Regions from separate parts of the Mus musculus genome. Here regions 2, 3, 4, 5, 6 and 7 are each linked to region 1. A link is a contact called in public HiChIP or PLAC-seq data. All regions are on one chromosome and are shown on one strand. The core of a region is the stretch at or near the end of the contact, and the rest is flanking DNA. Distances in the headings are between cores, read along the strand shown.

Region 1 (3,106 bases), core at 28-2,527:
AATAATCATGCATAGGATAAGAGTCACTCACTCCTGCCTTCCAGGTCCTGACTTGAATTTTTGTCAACTTCCCTCACTGATGGGCTGTGACCTGGAAGTTAAGATGAAATAAAGCATTTCCTTTATAACTTACTTTTTAGAGAACTTTCACAACAGAATAAAACCATAACAGATGCTATGTAAAGTCATCAGAGAGAATTCACAAGTATGACTTTTTTACTGAATGCTCAAACCTGTTATATAAAAGAAATGAGTGATGGAAATATACTACGAGGCAGGGAAGGAAAAGCCTGATTTATAATTTCCCAGTGTGGAATCTGTATTTTTTTTTTATGTTCTGTGTTTCTTTGTAAAAACTCAATGATGGTGCCAGCCCCAACGTGTTGTAAGAAACACATAAAAGCAGGTATGCAAATTAACTCACACAACACCTCCAGGGAGTGAAGAAAGACTGATGCATATTAGTCTCCTCATCCACTTTCCTTTTCCTTGTTCCAAGACATTGCTTTTTTGTACTGATCTAAGTGGAAGACAGTAGTAACAGCAGTTCACAGGGGACTTTTAGGTCAAGACCATTTGTTTAGTGAGTGCTCATTGCCAATGCTTAGTCTTCTGTATAGACTGGATTGTTGTCCACCACACATGAGCTGCAGCTTCCATGTATGCTTGAAGCACTGTTTCAAAGTTTGGATTAGACTCAAATTCATTTCCTGCATCTGACATGGTTCTTTGTTGATAGGAAGGATATAGAGTCTCATATTTCACATGTATGGCCTTAAAGAAAGTTGAGAGATGGGGGAGGGGGAGAGAGGAAGAAAGGGGAGGAGAGAGGGAGAGAGGAAGGGGAAGAAGACAGAGAAGGAGACAGAGACAGAGTGAGTTTATGAATCTGAGTCATTTTATTTTCCAGACTCCAGACCTGTCTAGAGAAAGTATCACTCCTTCTCTTACTGGAAATGCTTGACGGTGTAAGCTGCTATTGAACAAGACTCTCGCCTATTGAATCCAGCCTGTCTTTATCTTGATTCACTCTGTTCTCAGCGACTTGACTTGACAATTTCCAGTCAAATTAAGTAGACTAACCAGAGAGTTTATTTTGCTAGGTGCTCTCCTAGATTTTAGGAAACATAGTGACTAATCTGCTCCACTTTCAAGCTGGGACAAGATAACCCTTCCCAGAAAGCTGGCTTATTTTCTTTTCAAAGCCAAGTTGTATTGTACAGTTGAAAGATCAGTTAGGGGTTTCCAGTCTGGTCGGAAGTCTGGTAAGTGCATGCTAATTTTCATGTACAGGACTGACTTGGACTTCCCTCTTGTAAGGAGATTCTGTTTCAAAGCTGGTGGAAAACATTTTCTCGCTGGTTAAAGAAAAATAATAATGCATTTATGTATTTTAAAAGTGAAAGAACTTCATGTGGTGGTATGTGCTTGTGGTCACAGCCAGTCAGGAGGCTCATGAAGGATGATCACTTGAGGCCAGAAGCTCTAGACTCGCCTAAGAAACACAGTGAGCCCCCATCAGAGATATGAAATGGACAAATAAAATTAAATCATTTTCCAACTGAAAAATTGGTGGAAGTCATACTTCCTTTCAAACTTTAACCTGTCAGGCTATATGAACTTTCTTAACAACAACAACAACAAAAAATCTTTCTTTTGTTCTTTAGCAATGGCATGCAACATACGATAAATGTCAAGCACTTACCAGATCTAGCAGTAATGTCATAATTCATTGTCATAGCATTCGATTCAACATTCCCAGAAATTTATTGACATCCCCTAGGAGAGCTTTTGAAGAGATTCTCTAGCCTTTTAGAATGGTGTTTCCCGAAGCCTAATGCAGAGCCTTGAATTTTTGATATTCAGGGTGACCTAGCCCCTCAGTGTGCCTGAAAGCATTCAAGGACATACATGTTGAGTTACTTAAACATTTTGATTATAACACCTGGCACCCAGAAGTAGACAGTAAATAGTGACACAGGGTCTCACTGTGCCTACTGTTTGATGCTTTAGGATGTATCAACTGGGAGTCCTTATCACTATGAGAATTGCCTTTGGTTACTTTGCTGTTTTGTTTTGCTTTTATCTTTATTTAATTAAATTTAATTTAACTTAATATTTTTACTTATTCAGTTCACACTCTGCTCACTGCCCCCTCCTGGTCATCCCCTCCCACAATTCTCTCCCCATTCACCTCCCCTTCTCCTGTAGGAGAAGATGGGGGGCCCCTGTGTATCCTTCATCCTGGCACATCCTCTTCCACTGAGGCCAGACAAGGCAGTACAGCTAGAACATCTCCCATTTACAGGCAACAGTTTTTGGGGTACCCCTTGCTCCAGTTGTTCCCCACCCACATGAATCTTAAGCTGCACATCTGCTACAAATGTGGGCATAGTCCTAGGCCCAGCCCACTTATATTCTTCGGTTGATGGTTCAGACTCTGAGAGCACCAAGGGCTGTTACTTTGTTTGTATTTTGTTTCTTTCACACAGGGAAGCAGAGTCAAATTATGTTGGCCGGCTCTTACTGGCAAGTATTGAGATTAATACTTTTAATACTTCATTTGATATCTCATTTCATCTCTGAGATGATTGTTGAGATACGTGACTGTTACCATGAGCTTCAGAGATCTGAATGACTTGTCAAAGCTCACTCAGCTGTGAATATCTAGGGCAACGACTCAGAAAAAGACACAACACTTATTTGAACCCAAATTTGCCCACTGCCTGTACTTTTGCCAAATCTATATATAGTAGGATACAAAAAAACTTATTATTTAAAAGAAAAAAAAGAGTCCCGTGGCCAATGACATTTGGGAAGTATGCAATAAAAACAAGTAACTTGTTTTTCAAACATGATATTTTTGGAAAATAGTTTTATTAAGATTAAAATATCATAAACTTCACCAATTTAACATAGTCCAGTGGTTCTTCGTTTGTTCACAGAGTTACAATGCCCACCTCCATCAATTTGGGTACATTTTCATGACACCAAAAAAAAAAAAGAAAGAAAGAAAGAAAGAAAGAAAGAAAGAAAGAAAGAAAGAAAGAAAGAAAGGAAGGAAGGAAGGAAGGAAGGAAGGAAGGAAGAAAGGAAGAAAGAAAGA
Region 2 (3,249 bases), core at 272-2,771, 340 kb after region 1:
GTTTCTTCTTCTTTAATATGCATATGTGCATGCCCCCTGCATATTGTTATGCTTTGACAACTCATACGACAGAGCCCTCAACAGTAGCAAAGGTTGAATAAAGGTTGGTGTCTCACCCATCATCACAGTTTGTTCAGTAAGAGTGTTAGAACTTCAGGCCAGCTGTGCCTTTCCACCTTGTTTCAAGACCAACTTCTGAACTCATGGGGTGGGGGGTGTAAGATAAATGAGGGTAGTGTATTTTTTAGATTTGGATAAGGAAATAATTTGGCAAAGGTCAGCTAGCTAAGAGCAAAAACTATGAACTATCTGGCCCACTGACCAGATTTTTGTCAATAAAACATTTTTAAGTAAACATGTTTTTTACAGCTTGAACTAATTTTATTTGCAAAAATGAACAAGTGGATAAAAGTCTTCATTTGCCCTATTGCTATAAAGTTTCACTAAAACACAGTTATACTCATTGATTTGCAAAAGGCTTTTGTACAAAGGCAGAGTACAATACCTAGGGCACAGAACATATGACCACAGCTAAAGTATATACCTACTCTCTGCCTCTGAGGATAAACTTTGCCAGCACTTGGTTTAAGATGCACATTGATTTATACATACATATGTTTGTACATACATACTTACATACATACACACAAATGCACACATATATTTGCATATATACATATAAGCATATGTATATGTATACAACTCAATAGAAAATGGACTCATGCACCTTCCTCCATGGATCTCCAAGGTGACAAAGCATCAATTGCATGATCACTTGAAGGAAGGTGACCCATATGCTACACACTTGCAACAGCGGGGAATCCAGCTAAGTTCTTCTCACCCTCCTTTTTAACTGGTGATTGTTGGCAAGTTTCACAAAACCAGAACATGGTTATCAAGTGGCAAGAATTGGGAAATTTAATTGGTTTCCCAATGATTAATAGTTGTTAGATGGTTAACCCTGTGGAACCGAAATGACTCACCAGCATCCTTGACTTACTGCTCTTGGTTTCATTAGCCTCGTTCCCCCCTTGCTGTGGTCCCCCTAGGAGGCCTTTGCTGAGCTCCTAGTATGTGTCTGGGGAAGCCACCAACTCCTGATGGCCCTAAAGGCCTCTTTCCTTTTTCTCATTTCTTTTTCTGTGGTGTCAGAGATAGAACACGGGGCCTCTCAAATGCTAGGCACACACTCTACTCTGAGCTCAGTCTTTGAGTTCTCTTTAGACAGGAGGTTACTATGTAGCCCAGATAAGCATAAAAGTTGTAGACCAAGCTAGACTTGGGCTTGAAATATCCTAATTGCCATGTAAGTGATACTGGGGTGCTTCTCTCTGTCTCTGTCTGTCTCTTTCTGTGTGTCTCTATCTCTCTGTCTTTCTGTCTCTCTGTCTGTTTGTGAATGAGTGTGTGTGTTTGTGTGTGTCTCAGCAGCTGAATAAAACACTCCTAGTTCCTGCTATGCTTCACACTCCGGGGTTCAACATTGAAGCTACTGATTGTGGTGATAACAGCAAGGAGGTACTAAAAGGACTGCCTCAGAACAATGCTCTTCATTCAGCTGGGTGGTTCACAGTCTGAATGTGAAGAAACTGGGCTCTCTGCATATTTCAAGAAGAAAGGACCTTAATACAGGAAACTAAAAGCACAACTGTTGTATAGGCTCATAATGACAAGGGACTCTGAAATGGCAGGAACTCAGGAAGCAGTGTGGACACAGATAAACCTCAACATGGGCAAAAAGAAGCAAATGGCAACATCCCATACCTCCTGCATGTGCTCCACTACAGCTACTAAGAATAGAGGCCATTGTTTCTTCACGACTTTCTAGTGAAAGTTGAGGAAATCTGGCCCAGAGGCAGAGTTCTCACATACAGGCAAGAACATAGGCAGAAGGAAGGAAGGGGTGTTGTTGGTTGGTACTCCAACATACTGAGAAATCTGAGAAGACTTCCCAAAGAATGTGGTGCAGAAGGCACAGTTTTGAAAACTTGAGGTCAGCCAAGCCTTGACTTGGTCAGTGATTCATCAGAGGAGTTTCCCTTTCTAGACTGCAGGATCCCAAAGTACGGAAGTGCACCCTTCCCGAGAAGAACTGCTCTTATGCAACTAAATGAAGAGGGAGCCATAAATAGCTTGGTTTGTTTCCTTCCTGGGGAAAGAGATGTAGAAGTTAGTTATTAAAGGAAAAATCAATAACCATCGTCATTGAAACTGTAAGTATAGAAGGGGCTTCTCTCCCAATATACTGTACAGGTAGTTGGGAATTGTGTTAAGAAAAGATTGTTCAAGGTAGGAAAGCCTGTTAATTACAATGACAGCAGAGCACTGAATAGAGATGAGATCCCTAGGTCCTCTCTGGATATAAGCACCACCTCCCTTTTCGGTCCCAGTTTCTTTCTTTCCAGAAATACATCAGGAACAAACTCTCCAGAGAACCATTCCATTGACAGCTTACCTAGCACACAGGCCTCCGAGTTTAGATAGATTTAGCTCATTGTTCTTTGAAAACAAGGACCTAGCAGTGACAAGTACCTCCCACATCTCTTGCTAAGAGCTCTGGACAGCCCTGCCTTTGAATTCTGCAAGAGTCTTTGAGCTAAGTCTTTTACCCACATCTTCCTCATGAGGAAGCATGAACTAGGAAGGGTAGACTCGAACATCTGCTGCTGCATACCAAAGCTCAAGCCCAGAGGTGAGGAATAATTGAAGAAAGGAAAGTCCCTTATTGTATCTCTATTATAAGGTAACTGAATTCTAGTGGGTGTTTCTCAGTCACCTTACAGAATCATGAGGAACATTGAGTTGCTCTGTGGCTGTTTTTCCTACCTTTTATACCATGACCAAATAGGCAATAGTGGTGGCTCACCTTTCCCAAGAAGAGTAGACATCTTTGAGATTCCACAGTTACCTCCCAAACTCCATCTGCATTATTGTCTCAGAAGTATAGATTTAAACATTTAGTTGGTTCTTATAGACTAAAATTCACATGGCTTTCAAAGTTTTTGTTGTTGTTGTTGTTGTTGTTGTTGTTGTTGTTGTTGTTGTTGTTGTTGTTGTTGTTGCTGTTGCTGCTGCTGCTGCTGCTGTTACTGCTGCTGCTGCTGGGGGGGGGGCTGTTGTTGTTGATAATGATGATGTTGTTGTTTTTATTTTTCAGATATAACTTACCTTCCAGGGCTTTCTTCCTTGTTAGTTTTTATATTCTTCAACTTTCATTATGTATTAGAAAAATGCTCATCTTAGTGAACA
Region 3 (3,038 bases), core at 75-2,574, 500 kb after region 1:
AGTTAGTACAGTCATTCTGGAAAAGAGTATAACAACACTCATGAAATGAAAGGTGGCTGCAAGTTATGAGTCATTCACCTCATTGTAGGCTCCGCACCAGAGAGATGCTCCCACAGTCCCCAGCATGGGGATAGGGTGCTCATCATAAAACTAGACTCAGTCAGCCAGCATCCATCAACAGGGAATAGAAGAAGACAGGAGAAGAATGTCAGCCAAGGCCAATGGCAGAAAAGTAGGTCTCTCATATGAATCCAGGGTACCCAAAGCACTCAAACTGAATTACTATGGATTTAAATAGTTCATTGGTTAGAACCTTGGTCCTCCCTGGGGTAAGGTTGAAAGATGGTGAGAACATTAAGAGGTAGGAGAAGGATCATGAAATGTCCTTATAATCATCTCACAGCAGCTGGGAATGCCTGCCCTGAGCCTACACAAGGCAGGATCTATAGGCAGCTATTGATGGATGCAGGCGGGTCTCATGAGCTCCATCTCTGGATTCTCACAGAGGAGAATCATTAGGCTCAAATGAGTACCTATTGGTCAACCAACAGCACATTATAGTTCCGTATCTGTGGTTACTCAGCTGCCCAAGATTAAACTCAGGGTACCACAAAAGAAAACAACATCAAAAACATAAACATAGGGGAGAACCTGTCAGGAGGGAGAAGAAGCATTCATAGGGATGGGAAGAAGATAAAAGAAGATGGAATCACAGGCAATGAGAGTGTATTGTATACATGAATAAGATTATCAACACGATTAACAACAAAAAATCCTTTTAAATTATATATCCAGAGCTGCATCTCACAAGTGATTCTAAATCTAGTCAACTTGACAACAAGGACACAGGGCTAAAGTACTCTGTGTCCTGCAGTGACTTATACATTCTTTTCCTCAAGTGCGGGGAGATTGGGTCTCAGCAGAAACCAAGGTCATCCTCCCCACCCTGGACTGTTTATCAAAAGCTTAAGCAGGAAAGGAGTCATGAGGAGCCAGAAAAGCCAGATGTTCCTGGTGACTGGTGACCACTGCAGTCATCGCCAATTCATCGTGCAGAGACAAGAAGGGACCTAATATTTCTCTCCCTTTCAGTGTAGGCTCAGGTATCTCTGCATCCCAGCAAGCTTCCTGGATTATCACTTGCTAATAACAAAAGGACAAGGACTAAAAGAACCAGAGGAGGCAAATTAGGATGACGGATGCATTATGGAAGTGCCCAATAAATGGAAGACCAAAAACCCAGCTGTGTTGTAGCTTCTATGTAAGCATGACTCTGCTCCCATTCTAAAAGGGCAAACACAGTTGGCAAAACCATGACTCATAGTCTGTTGAACTCCACCTCCATCCTCCAAAAACAATGTTCACTTCCACCTGAGGTCAAGTTCAAGATCCTGACTGGCAAGAAGAGTTTCTGACACAGCAATGGGCAATGTCTAAAGACTGAGCCACACTGCCAGGAACATGAACAGAGGGAGGAAATAACAAAGCACCGCCGCCTAGATGTTTGCTGTCACTAGTCCCACCTCTGATCAGTGATTGACAGACACTATCTCCATCAGCTAGCTTTCTTTCCTATGAGACTGAGTCTCAGGTATCCCTAGCTGGCCTGAAGCTTGCTGTATAACCCACGGACTATGATCCTCCTCCTCGAGTGCTATACTAATAAGTATCTGCTACCAAGCTCAGTTTTATACATTGCTAGGGACCAAACCTTAGGCTACATATGTGTGTTAGTTAGATGGCCATCCTAGCAACTAAACCAGATCAGTTCAATGAGCAATCATAATTCATCCAGAGGATATAGATTTTGTCTAACCTTTTTTATAAACCTGACAGATCAGATGGTATGTATCAAGAAGGACACAATGTTATGAAGTATATTATTTATGAAATGATGAGATCTAGCCAGTTAACATAACTATTACCTCATATGGCTCTCATGTTTGTGAAAAGAACACATTATCCATTCTCTAAGCAGTTTTCAAGACTTCAATATACTAAGGACCATATTTATTCCTCCTATTGAATTTTGTGTCTTTAAAAAATATATATCTCACAGATTTCTCACTCTTCCAGTCTACCCCCTGATAAACACCATTTCATATTCTATTTCTGTGAGACTACCTCTTTCCTCATAATTTGTGAGTAAAAAGCTGGGATGTTGTTCATCTTTCTGTACCTGGTTCAAGATGTGAGAACATATACATTTAATACAAACACACACATACACACACAGAGAGAGAGAAAGAGAGAGACAGAGAGAGAGAGAGACAGAGACAGAGAGATAGAGATATGAGCATATGCTTTTTTAAGTCTCTGTAGAGGTTAGAGATGCCAGTGACCAGAATCATATAACCTGTAGTACTTGCTAAGCACTGCTTTTAGACTATATATGACAGAATTAATGCAATTCTATCCAAAATTGTATAATACTTATTTTTTTAACTTGGATAATTAGGAGTGATTGTTCAGTTCTAATCTGTGAACTTGTATCAATTCATAAATGTTTTGCATATTCTAAGGAACTTCCCATCTCTATTATGCATGTTTCTTGCTGTCTGTTTCTCTGCCATACATACATTTAGGACTATTGTAGCCTGTGGAAGCTACCTCTTCCATACACAGTTTTACCTTAGAAAACACATGGGCAAAACAGAATTGGCCTTCTTATCCACTGAGATGAAAAGGAAGAATGTGACATATACTCAGTAATAGAAAATAATGAGAAATAGTTTTAAACTTTGTTCCAAAGGAAATGCAGCTGGGCTTCAAGAAGGCCCCTTCCCTACTGCAGGGGGCAGCTCTCTAGTGCCCCATGACTTCTGCTAGGCAGACCCTTGTTCACAGAGTGGAAAACAGCCTCTTTTGCTCCCCACTGGTGTTATTAAGGCTCCTATGGAGACATGGTTAATCATGCCAATTAAGAGCCTGTTTACACTTGGCCTTCACTGCCAGGTACAGGCCCTGTGTCTATGGCAAAGTGGGTAGATAAGCAATGAGTTGTGTCTCAAGATGACTAAATGTATCACTCCATTTTT
Region 4 (3,015 bases), core at 309-2,808, 450 kb after region 1:
CTAAAACTATGAGAATCAGAAAATACTGGGACAGTACTTGAAAGTACCACTAAAAAAAAAAGAGGAGGGGGGAGAAGGAGGAAAAGGAGGAGAAGAAGAAGAAGGAGGAGAAAGAAGAAGAAAGAAGAAAAAGATCTATAATACAAAAATTATCAAGCGTGTGATGTAATTTGGTGATAGACTGCTTGACTAACATGTACTAGGTCTTAGATTCAACATATGAAGAATAGAGAAAGGGGCACAAAAACAAAAATAAATAAAATTAAAAATTAAAAAAAAAAGAAAGAAAGACAGAGGGAGACAGGAAGATAAAGGAAGGGAAAAGCCAAATCATGAACCAAGTCTCTTCTTTCAAAACTGAAAGTGGAATAAAAACAGGTTTCCTCGTTCAACATTAACTCAAAGAAGCAAACTATAATTCCTAGAAAATAATCACTAGAAAACCACCAAAGAAATATAAGCACGAGGCGGAGTAAGATATTAAATGCTGAAAAGTTCCTGACAAATGAGAACACAGAAAGTGAGTGCCTGAGATGAATGGCAGAGCATGGAGCCATATGGCTAACCCGAATCTAACCAAACCAACAATTACATTCTCTGAACCCACTAAAGATTCCAAGCAAAGGGCACCCAAGGAATGACTGTATCCTTCATATAAGACACGTACTTGATACTAAGATACAAACTGAGAAAAGATGAATGAATACAAAAGTTATCATGCTAGTAAGCAGAAGCAAGCATGAATGTCTCCATTACTATTTAGCAAAATACATATCAAGGGAGCTAGAGACACAGCTCAAGAGTTAAGTCTGTTTCCTGCTCCGGAAGAGGATCCATGATCAGTTCCCAGCACTCAGAGGGTGGCTGACAACCACCCATCGGCATGAGCAAGGAATTCACGTACATACTTGAAGGCCAAAATCTCAGACACTTTAAATGAAGTAAAAAAAAAAGATCTTAATTTTTTAAAAAAATAAACATCAACACTACCAGATACATTGACAGAACTTGATGATCAGAGAAAGGGAGAGAGGGAAAGGGAAAGAAAGGAGTGGAGAAAGGCTTATTTTAAAGCTGATTTCATGTCATTATAGTTGTCTAATATAGAAAACTATACTATGCAAAACCCCATGCTTCCTTCTCTAAATTAGCACATGCAAAGCATACATTTTACCAACATACATCTGTACTAATTTTATTAGTGTACTTTATGTCTCCCATCAGAGCAGAATTCTAAAAATAGGAGGATCTATTTTTATTGTATTTTTGTGTACTTCCAGTTCCCAATATCTAGCAGAGGACTAATATATTCTAAGTACTCAAAAAAGAAATACAGTTTGAAAGAGACATGCTTGAGTAGTACACCCATGAGCACAAGTGCTAGCAGAGAGCTGGTGACTGCATGCAGGTTCCTGAAGGCGAATCCCGCATTCTTTCCCTCTGCTCCCACATTGGAGGAAACACATCCGCCAATGGCTGTGAAACCCAGTCCCTAGCTCAGAGCCCATTCTCATGGCAGTCATAATAAAACAAGCATTTGGATGGATGAGACAGGAAATGACCAATAGCCACAGCTCAGAATGACACAGCTTTAGCTGGCAGGGGGAGGGAGGAAGGTCCTCTGGAGGGTTGAGTTTAAGGAGCCACAGGAATGTGAAGCAGGAACATTTTTAATGATTTTTCAAATGCGGTGATACAGTGTGCCTTCTAGTTATTCTCTGCTAAACTGAACAGTCACCCTACAAATTTCAACCACCATTTAGTCAGCATGATTTCTCCTTGCCTCCAAGACTCCTCTGGGGAAAGTGGTAAGTCAAACTCAACAGATGGGAGAATTAGAATGTCTCATCTCTAGAGGGAAACAGAGCCTTCAAGTGACTCATAAATACTCTAGATCCTCTGCCCAGAAAAAAAAAAAAAAAAAAAAAAAAAAAAAGCCTTTCCACAGGATGTTTTTCATGACCTTTTGATACAGCTGAGTGACTACTGTGAATAGGTCCTCGTAACAAGTGGGCTCAAGCAACGGGATGCATTTTGTAGATCCTAGCATACAGAAACGAAAACATCTCATCTAAGCATTCAAGACACAGTTGCACACAGACTCTGCCTCTGTATTATGTCTAATGTCATTTTCACTGTCTCCTAAGTAGCTTGCTTTACATATAAGCAGACAAAAGTATTTGCAGCCATCGCTGTTGAGTAAGGTATGTGGCTCAGCTGGTTAGTATCCAGCTCGGGGAGGAAATGCATGAGTAAAAAGTAATGAGATTAGGGTCTGTGCACGAGAGGAATGCTGGCTTCAATCTTGACCCTCTCCTTGCATGTGTGGTTGTGAATGCATTACGGAACAGTCCTGAACTTCTGTTTTTTATTAGTCTGGGAAGTGGAAATTAAACTACCTGCCTCGTGAGGCTTTTGTCGAAAACCAAATAAGATAATTTGGCAGAGCATTCACTGCTCTGGGCAGTAGCAGTATGATTGTTATGGTTTTAAAGCAACACTTAACACACATACATACAGGTATTCTGTAAGGCACAAAGGTAGAAAGGAGACTATGGAGATGCCCTGAAGGGGAGGGAAAGGAAGTAGGAGACGCACTAAGAGAGGATAATAAAATATATGTGATGTACAGAGAGACAGGTGAGACCAGTGGGGGGTGGTCAACAAATGGTGATATATGCAAACGTGTTACAAAGAAAATCATTTACCTTTTATGATAAGCTAATTTTTCCAATTTTCACACTTTCAAACCTTGGAGGATAACATATTTCGAGTCAAGGCAGTGATACTGGACTATGGATCTAAACTTTCAGCATGTCAAACATACTATTTCCATATGGAGCTTTGGGCTGAAAAGCCATTCTGCACAAGCCAATCTCACATTATGATGTAGAGATGGGTGTTTCCTTGCAGAGCAGATGTGGTGGTCATACAGCCAATCTCGAAGGTTTGCAACACAATTTACTTGTTTCGTGACTTGGCATTGCCAATTGCCCGTGACTGCCACCAATTGCT
Region 5 (3,205 bases), core at 231-2,730, 470 kb after region 1:
AGGCCATGCCTTGGAACTCTTTCTAGAACACAATGCTCTTCTCTGTAGATTATCTCATTTTTCTCTGCCACATTGCACCAAAGCCCTTGGATTTCTGGGCTTCCACTCTTCTAAGCAAACCTTTGTTTGAGTGTTCCCAGTCCCAAGGCACACACACTGACCCTGCTCCAGTCCCTTCTTTAGACCATTCTCCACTCAGAAGCCACAGTGATTTTAAAATAAAAGCCTGGTGTCTCTCAAACCTGTGGGCCCACCTCCCCTTTCCCTGCATTGCCAGCTCCTTCAAACCTTGGCTTGACTATCCTGTCCCCAGAAAGAGACTCAGTTGAAGCCCATGCCAAGTGGATGTGTTCTGCTTTAATTCTCTTTCCCTTCATTGCTTATCTTTGTTCTTCTTAAACCCAAGTTAGTTATCTCCTTATGTTTCATCTGAAATTTGACTCGGATCTGTGTCCGCCACTGGCCACATGCTCAGCCGAGCAGAGCCTCATCCATCTTGTGTCATCGTGTCGATCACCAGAACCAAGCTGGTGGTGAACCAAGAGCAGGTGTCCAGGTGCTATTTAAATAAATGCACATTTGCATAAATATGTAAAATATTTAACAAGACTTTTTAAAGAAAGAGGAAAGGAAAAAGGAAGGAAGAAGAAAGAGAGGGAAGGAAAGGAGAAGGGAGAGGAAGAAGAAAATAAAGACAAAAGTTTAAAAGGAGGGAGGAAAGGGTAGGGAGGTGAGGGGGAAATGAGGAAAGAAGGAAGAAGGGAAGCAAGGAGAAAAAAGTAGAAAAGAAAGGAGGCTAATTTTGCTTATTTGAATATTCTTTAGTGATTATATGTCACTCTTTTTTTATTGGTTATTTTATGTATTTACATTTCAATTTTTATCCCCTCCCCAGCTTCCCCTCTGCAAACCTCCTATCTCATTCCCCCATCTCCCCTGCTTCTATGAGGGTGATCCCCCCACCCACCCACCCACTCCTGCCTCACTACCTTAGCATTCCCCTACGCTGGGGCATCGAACCTTTACAGGACTAAGGACCTCCCCTCCCATTGATGCTCTATGTCACTCTTGAAAAAAGAAAAAAAAAAAGACTGACATTCTGTTTCTGTGTATAGAGAAAACTGAAGGAGGCTTCAAGGTCAGTCGAGGTGACTATCAAAGGGGAAAGCGTTGAGTAAAGAAGGCTTCCAGCAGAGGAAGGCCTGGAAAAAGGTGGTCCCTGCAGGCTGGGAGGACATTTCTTCTGCTATGTGTTCACAGTGACCTGGACAGTATCCCAAGAGCCACCCCTTTCAGAGAGAGAATGACAACATTCTGCCAGGATTCTTGAGAAGATTTGCTTGGCGGTCTCTGAAAGAGGTCTCTTGGATTCTATTTCCTTCATTCCAAAGTGTCCCTGGAAGCTCTCTGCCTCAGAAGACCCAGGAGGAGCATGTGGCTCTGTGTCACCATGTGTTACCATATTTGGATGATCAGAGGGAGAGGGCCTGGGAGGACAGCCAAACTGCTCTTTTCTGGGTGGCCCTAAGTGAGTCACTTTACCTCAGAACTCTAGCTGCATGTAAACTGGAGTTCTGATTCTCTCTCCCCGTATACCTCTAAGAGGGCAAGGGTAAAGATATTGCTTTCTAGAAAGCAGCCACTCACAAACACCAGCAATACAAGTTCTGCGGGACTAGAATCAAGTGCAGGAGTTCATGCCTGTGCTAGGAGTAAAAACAAAACAAAACAACAGTGTTCTTGCTCACAGGTCCAGGACCTCTGAAGTTCCATGGCCAGGGCAGAAGCACAAGGGATCCTACTCTCAAGGACCTCTCATTGGAAGCTATTAGCCTACCGGCAAAAGTGTTCTCAGAGTAAGCCACCCTCTACACACTCAGAAACAGTTCTAGATCATTTACAATGGACCACAAATGAGACAGAGAAAGCTCACTGATCACCTGAAAATCTTGACTGGCCAACCAAGCTAAGCCTTGAGCTTGGCTCCTTCCCTGAGTCTCAGATATGGGGTTCTCAGTGAGTTCTGTAGGCTATAGATATCCCTGTGTAGTCTTGTGCTAGAGGTGGAGGAACTTGAGAGCTTATTATTCTCTGGATGGGGGAAAAAAGAAAAAGAAAATTGTCTAATAGCTATATTATGCTGTGACTCTGACCCATAGGATTGCTTGGCTAGCAACAGGACAAGCAGCCTCCAGGACCAGATCTCAAGGTACTTCACAGATGCTTCTTAGCCTAGGAAGATGTCCCTCACTAGGCCAGAAACAAGGTCCTACCTAATTAGCTCTCAGTGGTGGCTGTTGACCATTATAGAGATTAAGAGCACATAGCAGAGATCTTTTTAAACGTCTCACATCTAAACTATAGTAAAGATTCTAAATGTTATCTAACAACTCTGTTGTGCTCTGAGCAATAGACATCTCATGCTTCAGCCACCATGAGAACCAGATTAGTGGACATTGTTGTGGCCATTTTAATGATGGGGGAGTTGACTCCAAGAAGACCAAGGTGCCATTTGGGATGCTGGAAAAGAAGAGCACTCTGTATATTCTCTATTCTCTCCTGGACTCTGTCCTGGACTTCCTAGCATCCCAGCCTTTGAATCTATGAAGTAGACTCTACTGTGTTATGTCCATTTTAGTTCCCTGGCCCTCTTATAGGGCATAAGGTCAGTCCCTAAAGAAAAGGCCAGCAGTTAACAGGTGGGTTCAGTTTCTCTTTAGACAGAAATGAAAGTAACACCTTACAAGGGAGAACAGGGCCAGGACAGAGTTAAAAGGACAAAATAAAGTGACGATGAAACTCTAACTATCATAGAGAAAGCAAGCAAAATATGGACCTCAAGGTGACCAGCTCACTTCTGATTTCTGACTTATAATTGCCCCAAGCACCTGCGCAAGAAAAAACAAAATCCATGATCACTGTCAGACAAGGTGGCCTTGATATGTAAAACAGGAGCCCAATTTTTGTAACCAAGTGCCACATAGTTTTTATTTTAGGCTTCACGGCCATATCTCTCTCATGACTATTAAATTTACCAGTGCGGGAGCAAAGAAGCTCGACGACATCATATAAAACCGTGAACACCGCCATGTTCCAATAAAACTTTAATGCAAGCAGGAGGAGTTGTAATTAGTCAGATCCTGGTTTAGAACGGGCACAGGCAACTATCCAAGAAGATTGTGCCAGGAACTCCAAAGACTCTACT
Region 6 (3,011 bases), core at 289-2,788, 410 kb after region 1:
TTCACACAGGACAGCAATTAGCCAAAATCATCCCAAATTGCTGCCACTGAAAATCTCTAATTGCCCATCGGGGTTTGTGGTTTTGTCTACAAAGAGAGTCATACAGAAGGGGCAACTAAAGGGCTGTGCAATGAGGGTTTCTAGGCAAGCTTAAGCATGCGTCTTCCGAAGCAGAGGGTCAAGCTCAGGAAGACGAAAGACATAGAATGTAAAGGTGACCTTTATAGTCTCAAACTCTGGAGGAAGTAGAGAAGCATGAGGTCAGAAGACAGGCTCATAATCCCACTGACATTGGCAGATCCCAGCACAGTGTTGGTTGTAGACTATGTGACATAGTCACTATATTTAAGGAAGAATCAAAATGTGGCGTCAACAGAAGAAGTGTCACTTCTGGAGTTCACTCATACCCATCATATATGACCTTGGGTAAGTCAAGGCTTCCTCCTGGGACGATCTTGTCCTTCTTCTTAGATTTTCCATGTTGGGTTCCTCCCGTGTGAAATGCCTCTCCAGCATTTCCTAGGAAACTGTTATCCCCACTATTCTGCTTTGCTCCTGGTGATGGGATCACCAAAGAAACTCAGAGGAGGATGGTAGTATTCCAGCTTTCACTTCTAGGCCAGTGAACCAGTCAAGGCAGCAGGAACTTCTAAGCAGCTAGTCAAGGGCAGGAAGGGAATGAATACATGTATGATTGGTCAACTCAACTTCTCCGCTGCTAAACAGGCCTGGAACTAAAGCCAAGAAACGGTGCCATCTGCATGATTAGGCCCTAGGTTAATGTTGAGAGTCCTTCTTGATCACTCTCCACCTTATCTTTTGAGACAGAGTCTCTCAGTTGAGCCCATATCTGCCCTATGTGTGCTTACATGGATGTACTAAAATCTGTTCACCCAACTGTAGTATCTTGAAGCTCAGAAAACAAAGTTCAGGCTGCAGGGAAAGTTCAGGCTTGTAAACTGCTTGCCACGTGAATTCAAAGAGCTGAGTTCAAATCCCCAGAACCCAAGTAAAAAGCTGAGTGTTTGAACGTGTATATGTAATCTCAGTGCTACTATGACAAGATAGGCAATGGAAATCCAAGAAAGTCAAGACTCTCATGGGCCAGTGAGGCTGCCATACTTAGCCCAAAGGGAAATTAAGTAAGATGTTACAAGGTTGTCCTCCGACTTCTACATGTGCATTACAGCAAGTGTGCAATAGACACACCCATGCCTCATACAAAGAAAGATGGAAAGAAGGAGAAGGGAGGAAGTGGGGAATGAGGAAGAGGGAGGGGGAGGAGAAGAAAATGAAACTCAAAGAATGTATTAAGCCACAAGTGAAAAAGCAAAGATGAGACCCCAGATCTACCAGATCTGCCAGCTCTTATATCTGTTCTCTGCTTTCTGTCCTCACATCACCATCCCCTGTCTTCTAGCTTCCCCTAGGATCCCAGGATGATGGTATTCTCCCTGGACTAGCCTTTCTGCTTACCCACTATCTCATTAGCACCAGCACCTCTATCCAGATGAGGAGCAAGAGACAAATGCTAAGTCCATGCCTGAGCCTCTACAGTGTTAAATAGATGTGACTGGTAGCTCCTCACTACCATATCATGAAGCTTATTCTTGTACTTCCTCATAATCAATGGTATGATTTGAATGTTCTTCCACCTGCTATCTCAATAATTAGTTCACTCAAAAAAAAAAAAGAGCTAACAAATATAAAACAAAAAACAACTAGAGGATAGAAGACACGTGCTAGTATGAAAATTCTGGGGTTTTAGTGAAACTGTGCCCAGAATGAGTCAGCAGGGAGATGTAGATGACAGGAGAGACTCTGTGTCAGCCATCATCAATGAACTAGTGCACCAAGAATGGTAAAAGCTATTGGAGGTCCAGAGAAATATCTTTGACTCTCTGCCTCTTCACTTACAGAGTGCAGACAATGATAGAGAAGATGTATACAGACTGCTCAGAGGAGTACCATGCATACAGCTAGCATCCCCAACACAAAGCCAGTCATCACTCTCCCAAGAAGATAAAGGAGCAAACACCATCATGGTTCTTGTGTTACAAATAATGAAACTCAGGTGTCAAAAGACAGACACAAGCCAGACCAGTTTGATTCTGAAGTCCATTTCCATAACCACTAAGTTATACTTCCTCCCCTTATAGAGAATTTAGAACAAGAAAAGCCCCCATATTCTCATGACCCCAAGATAAACACTTTTACCCTTCTTCACACTTTCAGATTTTCTTCCATATATAAATGAAGACTGTGACATTCCGATCTGCCCCCTGCTCTTTACATCTGTCATTCTTCCCTTGTTCTCTGTTTGGGATTCAGTTCCACAGCCATCCTGATATCATTTGCTCATGTGAACATGGTGTGATCTAAAGGTTGGACATATTACATTTCCCACAGTTGTAACTGGCAACACACCGAACATCCTTATTCTTGAATCTTTGGCCTCAGCTATGGTTGGTTAAGGAAATGAAGGGTTGCCACTGATCCTAAGCTCTCATCTGGTGGAGACTGAGACTTTAGTCTTTGTGCTTGAAAAAAGTGCAGAGATCGCATGTCATCCTGCCTGGAGAAATAAGAGGCCAGAACCTGGAATGTAGTTGTATTGGTATGCTCACATGATAACTGCCATGGAATGGGGGCTAGATTGTCTCTAAAGGTCTTATTTTAGAGTAGCAGTTCACAACCTGTGGGCTAAGACTTCTTTGTGGCCACATATCAGATATCCTGAAAATCAGATATTTATCTTATAATTTGTATTAGTTTCAAAATTGCAGTTATGAAGTAGTAATGAAATAATTTTATGATTGAGGGTCACCACAACCTGAGGAACTGTATTAAAGGGTTTCTTCATTAGAAAGGTGGAGAACCACTGCTCTAGGACAACCTGCTTCTGTGGAAAGATAGGTTCAAATCACAGAGGATGGATTGTCCATCCCCAGGAAATGAGCAGTCCAACTAAACTCAGATATGCTAAATATGCTGGATCATACTTGCCATTC
Region 7 (3,141 bases), core at 472-2,971, 360 kb after region 1:
TAGGGAGAGTTTTCTCAATTGAGGTTTCTTCTTTACTGATAATTTTAGCTTGTATCAAGTTGACAGTTGTGGCAGTGCGGAGAGAGAAGTGGGGGAAAGGCATGACTGTGGACAAAATTACTCTAGAGCTGGGTCTTGATCCTGAAGATGTTAGGCATAGAGTAGCATGGCCAGATTTGGTCTTCAGTAAGTCACAGCTGTGAAACTGTGGAAGATAACTGAAAGGTTGTGTCTTCTTTACATAATGGGACAAAGCACACAGCCACCTCTGCCCATCACTCACTGTTGAGTGTAGTCTGAAGCCTTCCAAACATAGTCCTCTTCTTTCACAGCAGGGAGGCTTGCAAAGTGTCTCAGGGAATCCTCTCGCTTGGTAGACTCAAATGGAAGACCAGCCCTGACTATTCAGAAAGTCAAAATGTCCAAGGCATTATGAAGTGCAGTGGTGAGCGTTGGTGGGGCCCTGCAGATACGTTGTGAAAGCAGAATTAAGACCCAGGTGGCTGTACACTCTCTTAGCTTTTTGCACACCCTAGGGTGTTGGCTAGCACTGAGCTGTTGTACAACTGTGGGTTTTGCAAACTTGAGCTCAAAAGTTCCTTTCCCAAACCTGCTTCCTCCACATACTCCACCCTGTAACCTCACTCATCTGTGAAAATTTGGGGTCTCAGGGTATGAAGTAAAACTGAAAGTTCTAAAACAACGCTGGAGATCTCTGTTATCATGTCCTCCCCCAATGCCCCTATCAAGTCTGTTACCCTGCTTTGAACATACCTGTAATTCAGAGATGAAGTAAAAGAGCACTGGGCATACAGTCTAGATTATTGCTTTTGATTCTTGATCTATAGCTTTTGTGCATTTGACTGGTAATCCCTTTAACCCCCCCCCCCCCAAATGCCTCAGATGTCCAATCCCTGAAATAAAAACTCAACTAAAAGATGCCTGAGGGCTTCAAACTCATGGTGTGACTCCAGGAGCATCTGGCCCTGTGTGCTAAAAGATGACGAAAGGAACCAGCTACAGTCATACCAGTGTAAGACAGCCAAAACATCGCTAAGAGATTCCCAAATGATGCTGTAGACAAGTGCCTAGAAATACTGAAGTCCCTTAGCTCTTTTGTCAAAGGAGAAGAGGAATCTACACAGAAATACCTTACATTCTCATTTGTACCAAATAAGTTCACACATAGAAAGAACTCCCCAGAGAATCTTCTCAAGGTCATTCCTGGCCTGGGTGGCTTTTTATTTCCTGATAGCTTTTTGCAAGTGAAGTACACTATCTCGGTAATAAATCTTGTTTATACCTCCTGAGCACCATGGATTTGCTGTTCATTCTTTTGGAAATCAATGATGACTTAGAGATGATGTAACATTTAATCTGATGCAAAGTAACTAAATAGGAGTCATTGTTTTTTCTAAGCAACTCTCTATCAACTCTCATTTTTCCTGAATAAGCCTTAAGGCTTCTCAGAGATAAACAGTGACTTTTCTCCACTAAAATATTTACTTTCTGAAAGGAAAAAAAAAGCAACTTGCCTGGTCCTCCCGGTATGCTTTCTAAGAACCACAAATGTTTGGTCCCACAAAGGCACAGACCATATTAGCTTACACTTAGGACAGGAGCTTTGATGATAGCAGAACTTCTGAGTCACACTTAAGTCTTTGGGCAGATGTGCAACAATCTCATCTCTGGTTTTCAGTGGTCGGTATACCAGTTTCTCGTTTCCTACAACTGACATCACCATGGCTTTCTTTGTAGCTTAGACCAAAATCTCAACACAGTGTGTCAGTAACTACTTGAGAAACAGAATAGAAGTGACAAAATGAAATAGAAAAGCCCAAGAAGCTATGATATACATGGATAGTCCTTTGTAGGACAAATAAGGGAGAAAGAGAGGGAAAGCAGTTAGAAACCTCTAGTTCCTGGACTTACATGAAAGTAAGATAAAATAGGGTTGGCAAGATGACTCTGTGAGTAAAGGCTGAGCCTTTGTTCCCTGACCCTTCATGATAGGAACAGAAAAATGAGTCTTAGAAATTGCCCTCTGACATCTATTCATAAGCATGCTGGGGCATAAACACACACACTTCCTTTATATATATATAGTTAAATAGTTAAATAGTTAAATAGTTAAATAAATAAATAAATAAATAAATAAATAAATAAATAAATAAATAAATAAGCAAGCTTGGGAAAACCTCCTTGCCACCTGGACTGAAGTTGTTTGCATGCATTTGTCTCATATCAGTAACACTTCAGTCTCTTGTCCAGCCCTATCTCCCAAGCTCTAGAGTATGACAGCCAGCTCACTACTAGTTATCTACTTGGATACCCAATCCACCCCTCAAACTTCACATATCCAAAACTGTCCTCTTCCTCCTCCCTATCAAACCTGTACCCCTCGCAGCCTCCACACCACATAGGATAGCAATCTGGCTTTGCTGTGCAAAGGCCACACTACGATTCTAGTATGGTTCCCTCCTTCCATCATAGCCCACATCCTATTTGTCAGGTAAGTCCATTGTGTGTTCTCTCTCATCAGCCCTACCATCACCATTCCAACCTAACTATCCCCTCCTGTCACCCATATGACAGGAAAACTCCACTCATTTCCCCATCTTCTCTTCACCCTACTATAATCTGCCCTAGGCTTAGCAGCCTAACACATCATCTTAAAGTATATCTTATGCTAACCCTGCATTCAACAATATTACATTTATTTATTCTTTGCAAACATCAATGTTTCTTAATACAATGACTCAAAAGACCCTATGTGAACCCATCTCCATTATGTCTCTTACCTCATCATTTCACTGAAATCTCATCAGGTTATCACCGTAGGGCCCACATTCAATGTATCCACTGTTGTTTGTAAATGATCATCTCACCGTTGAGTGCCATGCTAAACAACATTTGAAGTCTCACATATGCATAATGCTCTGTAGTTTGCAAGTTACTTCTGGACATATTTTATTTAAGACTCGCAACAGTGTTGCAAGTTCTTGTTGAGAATTATTTTCCATATTTTAGGGATAATAAATCTGAACTCAGAAATGTTTTAAAATGTGTCCACATAAGTACTACTTGATAGTATCTTCTAGTGTAAATCTATTGGTGCCCGAAGAAGAAAGAAGAAGCAAA

What was found. HiChIP or PLAC-seq counts read pairs in DNA pulled down with a chosen protein or histone mark.
Region 2: a contact with region 1 is called in a BATF HiChIP or PLAC-seq map of CD8 T cells, with 24 read pairs. The contact joins two enhancer-like sites. A contact is called at or near these places in 2 of 115 datasets of contacts at active chromatin or transcription factors (CD8 T cells and Th17 cells).
Region 3: a contact with region 1 is called in a BATF HiChIP or PLAC-seq map of CD8 T cells, with 27 read pairs. The contact joins two enhancer-like sites. A contact is called at or near these places in 1 of 15 datasets of contacts at CTCF or cohesin (CD8 T cells) and 2 of 115 datasets of contacts at active chromatin or transcription factors (CD8 T cells and memory CD8 T cells).
Region 4: a contact with region 1 is called in a BATF HiChIP or PLAC-seq map of CD8 T cells, with 6 read pairs. The contact joins two enhancer-like sites. A contact is called at or near these places in 1 of 15 datasets of contacts at CTCF or cohesin (CD8 T cells), 1 of 484 Hi-C or Micro-C datasets (liver) and 1 of 115 datasets of contacts at active chromatin or transcription factors (CD8 T cells).
Region 5: a contact with region 1 is called in a BATF HiChIP or PLAC-seq map of CD8 T cells, with 7 read pairs. The contact joins two enhancer-like sites. A contact is called at or near these places in 1 of 15 datasets of contacts at CTCF or cohesin (CD8 T cells), 4 of 484 Hi-C or Micro-C datasets (B cells, Th1 cells and liver) and 1 of 115 datasets of contacts at active chromatin or transcription factors (CD8 T cells).
Region 6: a BATF HiChIP or PLAC-seq map of CD8 T cells shows a contact between it and region 1, with 8 read pairs. The contact joins two enhancer-like sites.
Region 7: a BATF HiChIP or PLAC-seq map of CD8 T cells shows a contact between it and region 1, with 39 read pairs. The contact joins two enhancer-like sites. A contact is called at or near these places in 1 of 484 Hi-C or Micro-C datasets (Th1 cells) and 1 of 115 datasets of contacts at active chromatin or transcription factors (CD8 T cells).

The regions. Positions count from the first base shown.
Region 1 is chr15:62,733,197-62,736,302 of GRCm38.p6, reverse strand. No RefSeq gene overlaps it. Among named protein-coding and RNA genes, the nearest start is that of Gm22521, 58 kb to the left of the region's middle. Within about 2 kb of position 1,277, at least 23 of the 459 cell types and tissues checked have an H3K27ac peak or open chromatin away from gene starts, as enhancers often do. A contact at or near this core is called in CD8 T cells, Th1 cells and Th17 cells, where this site is marked.
Region 2 is chr15:62,391,328-62,394,576 of GRCm38.p6, reverse strand. No RefSeq gene overlaps it. Among named protein-coding and RNA genes, the nearest start is that of Gm41333, 280 kb to the left of the region's middle. Within about 2 kb of position 1,521, at least 86 of the 459 cell types and tissues checked have an H3K27ac peak or open chromatin away from gene starts, as enhancers often do. A contact at or near this core is called in CD8 T cells and Th17 cells, where this site is marked.
Region 3 is chr15:62,237,182-62,240,219 of GRCm38.p6, reverse strand. The region is part of intron 2 of Pvt1 (Pvt1 oncogene); the gene reads right to left. Among named protein-coding and RNA genes, the nearest start is that of Pvt1, 200 kb to the right of the region's middle. Within about 2 kb of position 1,324, at least 7 of the 459 cell types and tissues checked have an H3K27ac peak or open chromatin away from gene starts, as enhancers often do. A contact at or near this core is called in CD8 T cells, where this site is marked.
Region 4 is chr15:62,286,039-62,289,053 of GRCm38.p6, reverse strand. No RefSeq gene overlaps it. Among named protein-coding and RNA genes, the nearest start is that of Pvt1, 250 kb to the right of the region's middle. Within about 2 kb of position 1,558, at least 75 of the 459 cell types and tissues checked have an H3K27ac peak or open chromatin away from gene starts, as enhancers often do. A contact at or near this core is called in CD8 T cells, where this site is marked.
Region 5 is chr15:62,259,971-62,263,175 of GRCm38.p6, reverse strand. It overlaps Pvt1 (Pvt1 oncogene), which reads right to left. Exons shown (of 5, transcript NR_132747.1): 5 at 2,961-3,205. Among named protein-coding and RNA genes, the nearest start is that of Pvt1, 220 kb to the right of the region's middle. Within about 2 kb of position 1,480, at least 79 of the 459 cell types and tissues checked have an H3K27ac peak or open chromatin away from gene starts, as enhancers often do. A contact at or near this core is called in CD8 T cells and Th1 cells, where this site is marked.
Region 6 is chr15:62,324,553-62,327,563 of GRCm38.p6, reverse strand. No RefSeq gene overlaps it. Among named protein-coding and RNA genes, the nearest start is that of Pvt1, 290 kb to the right of the region's middle. Within about 2 kb of position 1,538, at least 32 of the 459 cell types and tissues checked have an H3K27ac peak or open chromatin away from gene starts, as enhancers often do. A contact at or near this core is called in CD8 T cells, where this site is marked.
Region 7 is chr15:62,373,346-62,376,486 of GRCm38.p6, reverse strand. No RefSeq gene overlaps it. Among named protein-coding and RNA genes, the nearest start is that of Gm41333, 290 kb to the left of the region's middle. Within about 2 kb of position 1,721, at least 6 of the 459 cell types and tissues checked have an H3K27ac peak or open chromatin away from gene starts, as enhancers often do. A contact at or near this core is called in CD8 T cells, where this site is marked.